Regions from separate parts of the Triticum aestivum genome. Here region 1 is linked to region 2. Evidence: chromatin contacts called from public Hi-C data. All regions are on one chromosome and are shown on one strand. Each heading gives the region's core, a stretch centred on a gene start, on an enhancer-like site or on the middle of the called end of the contact. The rest is flanking DNA. Distances are from core to core; before and after follow the strand shown.

The links. Hi-C and Micro-C count contacts between places; a contact is called where the count stands out from the background.
Region 1: a Hi-C map of leaf shows a contact between it and region 2, with 3 times the contacts expected there. The contact joins the promoter of LOC123157423 here to the enhancer-like site in region 2. A contact is called at or near these places in 4 of 5 Hi-C or Micro-C datasets (leaf, root and an unstated tissue).

The regions. Positions count from the first base shown.
Region 1 is chr7B:666,244,121-666,247,190 of IWGSC CS RefSeq v2.1, forward strand. It overlaps LOC123157423 (cryptochrome DASH, chloroplastic/mitochondrial), which reads left to right and starts at 1,408. Exons shown (of 12, transcript XM_044575701.1): 1 at 1,408-1,859; 2 at 1,957-2,096; 3 at 2,187-2,414; 4 at 2,508-2,652; 5 at 2,775-2,962; 6 at 3,036-3,070. The coding sequence starts at 1,427.
Region 2 is chr7B:666,012,791-666,016,084 of IWGSC CS RefSeq v2.1, forward strand. No RefSeq gene overlaps it. Among protein-coding and RNA genes, the nearest start is that of LOC123160057, 16 kb to the left of the region's middle. Within about 2 kb of position 2,036, at least 8 of the 8 cell types and tissues checked have an H3K27ac peak or open chromatin away from gene starts, as enhancers often do. A contact at or near this core is called in leaf and root, where this site is marked.

The DNA of each region.
Region 1 (3,070 bases), core at 158-2,657, 230 kb after region 2:
ATCCGAATGCTTGCATATGGAGTGCCCGGTGATCTCATTGATGAGTACGTTCGTATGAGCGAGTCTACATGCCTAGAGTCCCTGTATAAGTTCTGCAAGGCTGTTATTGCTCTGTTTGGTCCTGAGTACTTGAGAGAGCCAACTGCTGAAAATACAACCCGTTTGTTGGCGATGAATGCCAGCAGGGGCTTCCCAGGGATGCTTGATAGCATAGACTGCATGCACTGGGAGTGGAAGAACTGCCCTTCTGCTTGCAACGACAGTATAAGGGCCATGTCAGGGCTTGCACTGTCATACTAGAGGCCGTGGCGTCTCAAGATCTTTGGATCTGGCACTCTTTCTTTGGCATGGTCGGATCACACAATGATATCAACGTGCTTCAACGCTCGCCGGTGTTTGCTATGCTTGCTGAAGGCAACATCCCACCGGTGAACTTTACTGTCAACGGCCACAATTAAAACAAAGGATACTACCTGGGTGACGATATCTATCCTCAGTGGAATTGTAAGACAATACCCAACCCTGCCGGAGAGAAGAGGAAAAGATTTGTCCAAGAGCAAGAGAGTGCTAGGAAGGATGTCGAGCGTGCCTTTGGTGTTTCGCAATCTCGACGGGGCATCATTCGGTATCCTGCTAATACCTGGAGCACGCAGAAACTGTGGAAGGTGATGACTGATTGTGGGATTATGCACAATATGATCGTAGAAGACGAGCGCCCAAAACGTCTGTATGATCAAGAGTTTCAGTTTCAGGGTGAGAATGTTGTGCCTTAGCATGGAGGAGCGGCAACGTCTGAACAATTCATCCAATTTCATCATGACATGCGTAATTGGGAAACTCACGTGCAACTGCAAAATGATTTGGTTGAGCATATGTGGGTTCATGTTGGTAACCAATAGATGTATCTTATTTTATTCGTTTGCAAAACTATGTGAGTCATTTTTATTTTTATTGGGCTTGTAAAACCATGCTATTTTACTCGGTTCAAACTATGTTATTTGACTATATGTTTAAATGCAAATTCATCAATGTAAAATAGGGCGGCCAGCCGGCCACGCCGACACATATGAATCGACGCGTTCGGCGCGCTACCGACCCATATCTAAACAGGGCGGATGCCGGTGGGCGGCCGACCCAAACGAATAAAAAGCAGACAAAATCGCCGTCCATTTGAATCGCTCCATTCGAGTTGCTTTAAGAAAATGATGACAACAACACGCTGCCGTTCGGGTCCACCCTCATAAAACCTCTGTGCTCTGGCCCACATTATCCATCACCCATATCCCCAGGCTCACATTCATCCACGTAGCACCACTCAAATTCCCCCACGTGGCACCTCTCCCCGCTCTTCCCTCCACCTTCCTCCCTCACCCATCTTCCACCCACCCCCCTCAACTCTCAAAAACCTCACCTCCCAGTCCACGAAATGCTCCACCACCACCTCCTCTCCTCCTCCGCCTCCTCCTTCCCTCCCGCCGCCGCGCAATCACTCCTCCTCCTCCCGAGACCGCCGGCCGCCATCCTCCGCGCCCTCATCTCCATGGCCGCCTCGACCTCGAGCTCGATCCCGTTCCGCCCCCCGCGCGCCGTGCTGGCGGCGGCGGTGCCGTCCCTCGGCGCCGAGGAGACCGCGGCCGCGGCCGACGAGGCCTTCCGGAGGCACACCTCGCCGGGCCTTCGGAGGGCAGTCGGCGCGGGGGGCGTGGCCGTCGTGTGGTTCAGGAGCGACCTCCGGGTGCTGGACAACGAGGCGCTGGCGCGCGCGTGGGCGGCCTCCGGCGTCGTCCTCCCCGTCTACTGCGTCGACCCCCGCGCCCTCGCCGGCGCCACCCACCGCTTCGGCTTCCCCAAGACCGGAGGCGAGGCACATCACAGCAAATTTCCACGCCATCGACGACACTGAACCTCGATTGATCCGACCGACTGACTGACTGACTGACTGATCGATTGCTGCAGCATTGAGGGCGCAGTTCCTGATAGAGTGCCTGGGAGACCTGAAGCGGAACCTGCAGAAGCGCGGGCTCGACCTGCTCGTCCGGCACGGCAAGCCTGAAGACATCCTCCCTGCGATCGCCAAGGCCGTCAGTGCACACACAGTAAGAGCCCCATCTGCACAGCACAATATCATATCCACCGAGCCGGTTAATTGCTTCAGCTTGATACTGAATTTCCCGGTCGATCTTCAGGTCTATGCCCACAAGGAGACCTGCAGCGAGGAGCTCCTCGTGGAGCGCCTCGTGCGCAGAGGCTTGGAGCAGGTGGTTCTCCCTCAAGGACAGGGAGGAGCTTCTGGCCGGAATAATAGGCCTCTCAGCCCCAAGCTTCAGCTCGTCTGGGGAGCGACGATGTACCACACCGACGATCTCCCGTTCCCGGTGAGCAACCTGCCGGACGTGTACACACAGTTCAGAAAGGTAGGTGCTCTCCATTCATCCTGATTCCTCTGTAAATTGTAATGGTAAGGTTGGTGGGTGTTGTTCATGAAATGTGATGCTTCTGCCGTGCAGGCGGTCGAGTCGAAGTCCTCGGTCCGGAGCTGTGGCAAGCTGCCGCCTTCGCTCGGGCCGGCCCCGGGCTCCGGCCTGGATGAGCTCGGCGGGTGGGGGTCGATACCGACTCTGGAGTCACTGGGCCTAAGTGTAACGAAGGCAGGTTCAGTTAACTGTATTCCACATACTGATCTTCAGTACCCCCACTGTGGTACCTTGTTTGGATATGGTTCTAGAATTTCACTTCCAGTTGGTACTGTTTGATTTGCCTCTCTATGTAGTCAGAGAAGGGAATGCGTTTCGTCGGAGGGGAGAGCGCGGCTCTCGGAAGGGTTCACGAGTACTTCTGGAAGAATGATCAGGTGAAAGTCTACAAAGAGACCAGGAACGGCATGCTTGGGCCGGACTACTCCACCAAGTTCTCCCCTTGGCTTGCCTCCGGCAGCCTTTCGCCGCGCTATGTTTGCGAAGAGGTGGATATTTAGCGTTGTCTGCGCACATTATCAGCTCTTTCTCTCTTGTGCTAAATGTCTGGTGATTATTCAGGTTAAGAGATATGAGAAGCAGCAAGTGGCAAATGA
Region 2 (3,294 bases), core at 786-3,285:
AAGGGCCTTACACCACTTGAATTTCGTGAAGTAAAAAAAGACAGAAAGTAGTCACCGGAATCATTGTAATAATCCAATTGACTGCAGCATTCATGATGTATATGAGACCTGCAGCCGAACTTGGGAGAAGAATTTATTGCTCTCTGGAACCATAGAGTTTGTAGAGAGCAAGACAGGGCCATGATGTGCAGCTATGCTGCTATTTTCCTCCCCACCTCATAATCTTCTTTTCTGTGCAGTGTCAACATCACCTTCATGTAATTTGACATTGGTCATCCGGGTTTTGCCCCGTTTTGAATGCATAAGGTAGATCATGATCTACCTTTTCTTTCAAAAAATAAAAGAACTTGTAGAAGAAAGAAGCTGTATTTCCACTTATTGCTTCACCATAGTAAATACTTCACCACGAGCTGCAGGCATTGAGGCCAGATGAAACATCCACTGAGAAGATAGAAATATGAAAAAGGCCCAAAATTAAGATATCCGCTATTCAGATACCAGCCCTAGGATAATGTGGTATTCCAAACAGAGGGTGACATTCTAGTACAGAGAAAGTATTGAACAGTGTCATACGAACAAATTCCGATGATAATAAAATAGTACTCTCTCCGTTCCTAAATACTTGTCTTTCTAGAGATTTTAACAAGTGACTACATGCGGAGTAAAATGAGTGAATCTACACTCTAAAATATGTCTATATACATCCGTATGTGGTAGGCCATTTGAATCTCCAAAAAGACAAATATTTAGGAACGGAGGGAGTAGTATTCACTTGCAGAGAACGATTCACAACATAACACATTTGAGTCATCTATTTTGGAACGGAAGGAGTACTCTAGAAGGCACCGGATAAGTAACACAGACGGGCACTACATCAGATTAAACCCAAAGTAGACTGACAGAAAGCATCGCATATTGGCGAGATCTTCATCGACATTGGAACTCCATCCAGAGAGCAGTCAGCCACCCAGCACGATGAAACCGTCTTCGGTCACCGGATACGAAGAGTAATCTTTGTACTCAAATCTCTTGACGCCATCAGACGTATACTCTCCCCAGTACTTCTCGTGCTCCTCTTCCAGCTTAGCTATGAAAGTGTCGAAATCCTCGGCCGATTCCTCTTGCCCCTGCTTTTGCTTCGAGATCTTGCCTACCTCGGAGAAGCCGGCATCTGCCTCCGTCTTCTTGAAGGCCGCTGCTTCTCCGTCGGAACTGCAGCCCTTGCGCGGACGGCGACGGCCGGCCGCCGGAGCCTTCCTTTTGGTGCTGCGCTTGCCCTCCCCGCAGACGGCCGCGTCCTCCGCCTTGCTGCACAGCTTGGGCGGAGACCCTCTGCTGGCCATCGCTCCTCGTCGGATCTAATCACCGGAGGCTGGACGGAATTTGATGATTTGCTTATTGGGTTGGCTTGATTCAAGGGGAAATCGGGGAACTTGTGGGGCGGCTGCGCCTCCTCGCTTCTATTTATAGGCGAACCCTAGCAGCTCTGCTCCGGTCCCGGAGATGGATTCCTTCTTCGTGTCCAATTCCTAGATAAGGCCAGCCCGGTGCTCCTATTCTTAATCCCCCGCAGGCTGGCGGCCCATTTAGTGCTCCCCGCGGTCAAAAAAAACCTATTCCGCCCATGGGTCGGTGGATAGAAAAATCCCTATTTGCCGCGGTTTTCTGTGGTTTTTCTTATTTTCCCCTCAAATAAAAATTTCCCCTAAAAGAAGCTATTGGGTCTGTTTTTCTTTTCTATGTGTTTTTCTTTGTTGGTCATGGATATGCAGGGCAGGGAAGGGAACTTCACCACCGAAAAGCACCTCCGGTGCTGGGCCATCTGCACGCGTGCGCCCTCCAAAGATAGTGGCCGAGCCACATCAGAAAAATAGAGGGCGGCCATGGCGCGGTTTGTGGAAGGCCGGCGATGGCGGGGTGGACCAGGTGGTGGAAGCGCGGTTGGTGGCGGCGGGCCGGCACGGAGCTCCAGTGGGAATGGCCGAGCGCAGCACTTTGCCAGCGTGAGGGGGTGGCTGGACGCATAGGTGGGGGATGAAGATTCGGGAGAGTAGGCGGCAGCGACTGATTGCTTTTCTTTTTCTTATTGGTTAAGAGAGACAGGGGGAGAGAGAGAGAGTTTTTTCTTCTTGACCCACATGTAAGTGACAGATGAAGACGGGCAAAATTGTTAGGAAACGTCCCAAACACGGTCAAACCCCTTTGACATGGAAAAATGTAAATGTTCCAATTCATTCTGATAGTTTAGGTAAGGGCATATATATTGGTACTATCTTAAGAGTGCCACGTAGAATAAATGATGAGGTGGAGGAAAGAAAACTCATAAGAAAAGGCTTGTCTTCTTTTATTTAAGAGAAGACAAAAGATGATTTCTTAGCACAATATATCTCACCATGTTTTAGGAATAGCTAGTTATTGAAAATAAGGCTTAGGCTTTTTTTTGTCATCTCTAAATTACATGTAAGATTTAAAATAAGAGTATCTTATCAACCATTGTACATGCCCTCAGCATAGCTATGGTACTAGATCTTCTAGTTTTTGGGATGGCTCTATCCCTGATTTTAGTTCTCTATCTATCTATTATCCGAGAAATAAAGTCGTATTGCTTTAAAAAAAACAATGCATGCGAAAAAAGATGTAACATCAAATTCATAGAAAAACTGCTATTACTTCCTCGTAGAAGTACAAATCAGTACTTAAAGCATGACATGCACCAAAAAGACAGCGATATCTGTACAAATCAAGCCAGTAAAGCATGTTAACCACTGAGCAGTGCTAGGCGTATGATAAATTTTTGTACGATGTTGTACGACTTTGCTCAGTCACCCTCCGATCGAATCTATGCATCAACATCAATCGTTGGATCACTGGGTCGGACGTGACTCGTACATTTGAAGTCGTACGCAGAGCAATTTCGTTAACCACTGTGCTCGACGTATCCTGAAGATATTCTTCCCTAGTTTGCTCTATGTTAACCACTGCTAGAGGGGTATCGTGATGCAATTCTTCCCTAGATCGCTGTACTTAACCACTATGCTAGAGGTATCTTGAAGCAATGCTTCCCTAAATTCCTGTATCTAGCATCTCCAAGGGACATCATACGGTATCATACAGAACTTTATGAGCAAATACCATGCACCGAAACATCCCATCACAAAGAAATCCATCCGAAACTCCATCTAAGCTGGTGACACTGTCGTGTCTGGCTCACACCTAGTAGGAACACAGAGGTAGGGGAAAGATGTATTAGTAAAAGAGTAATGCAACAGAGTAAGAAACTATTATGAGAACTGA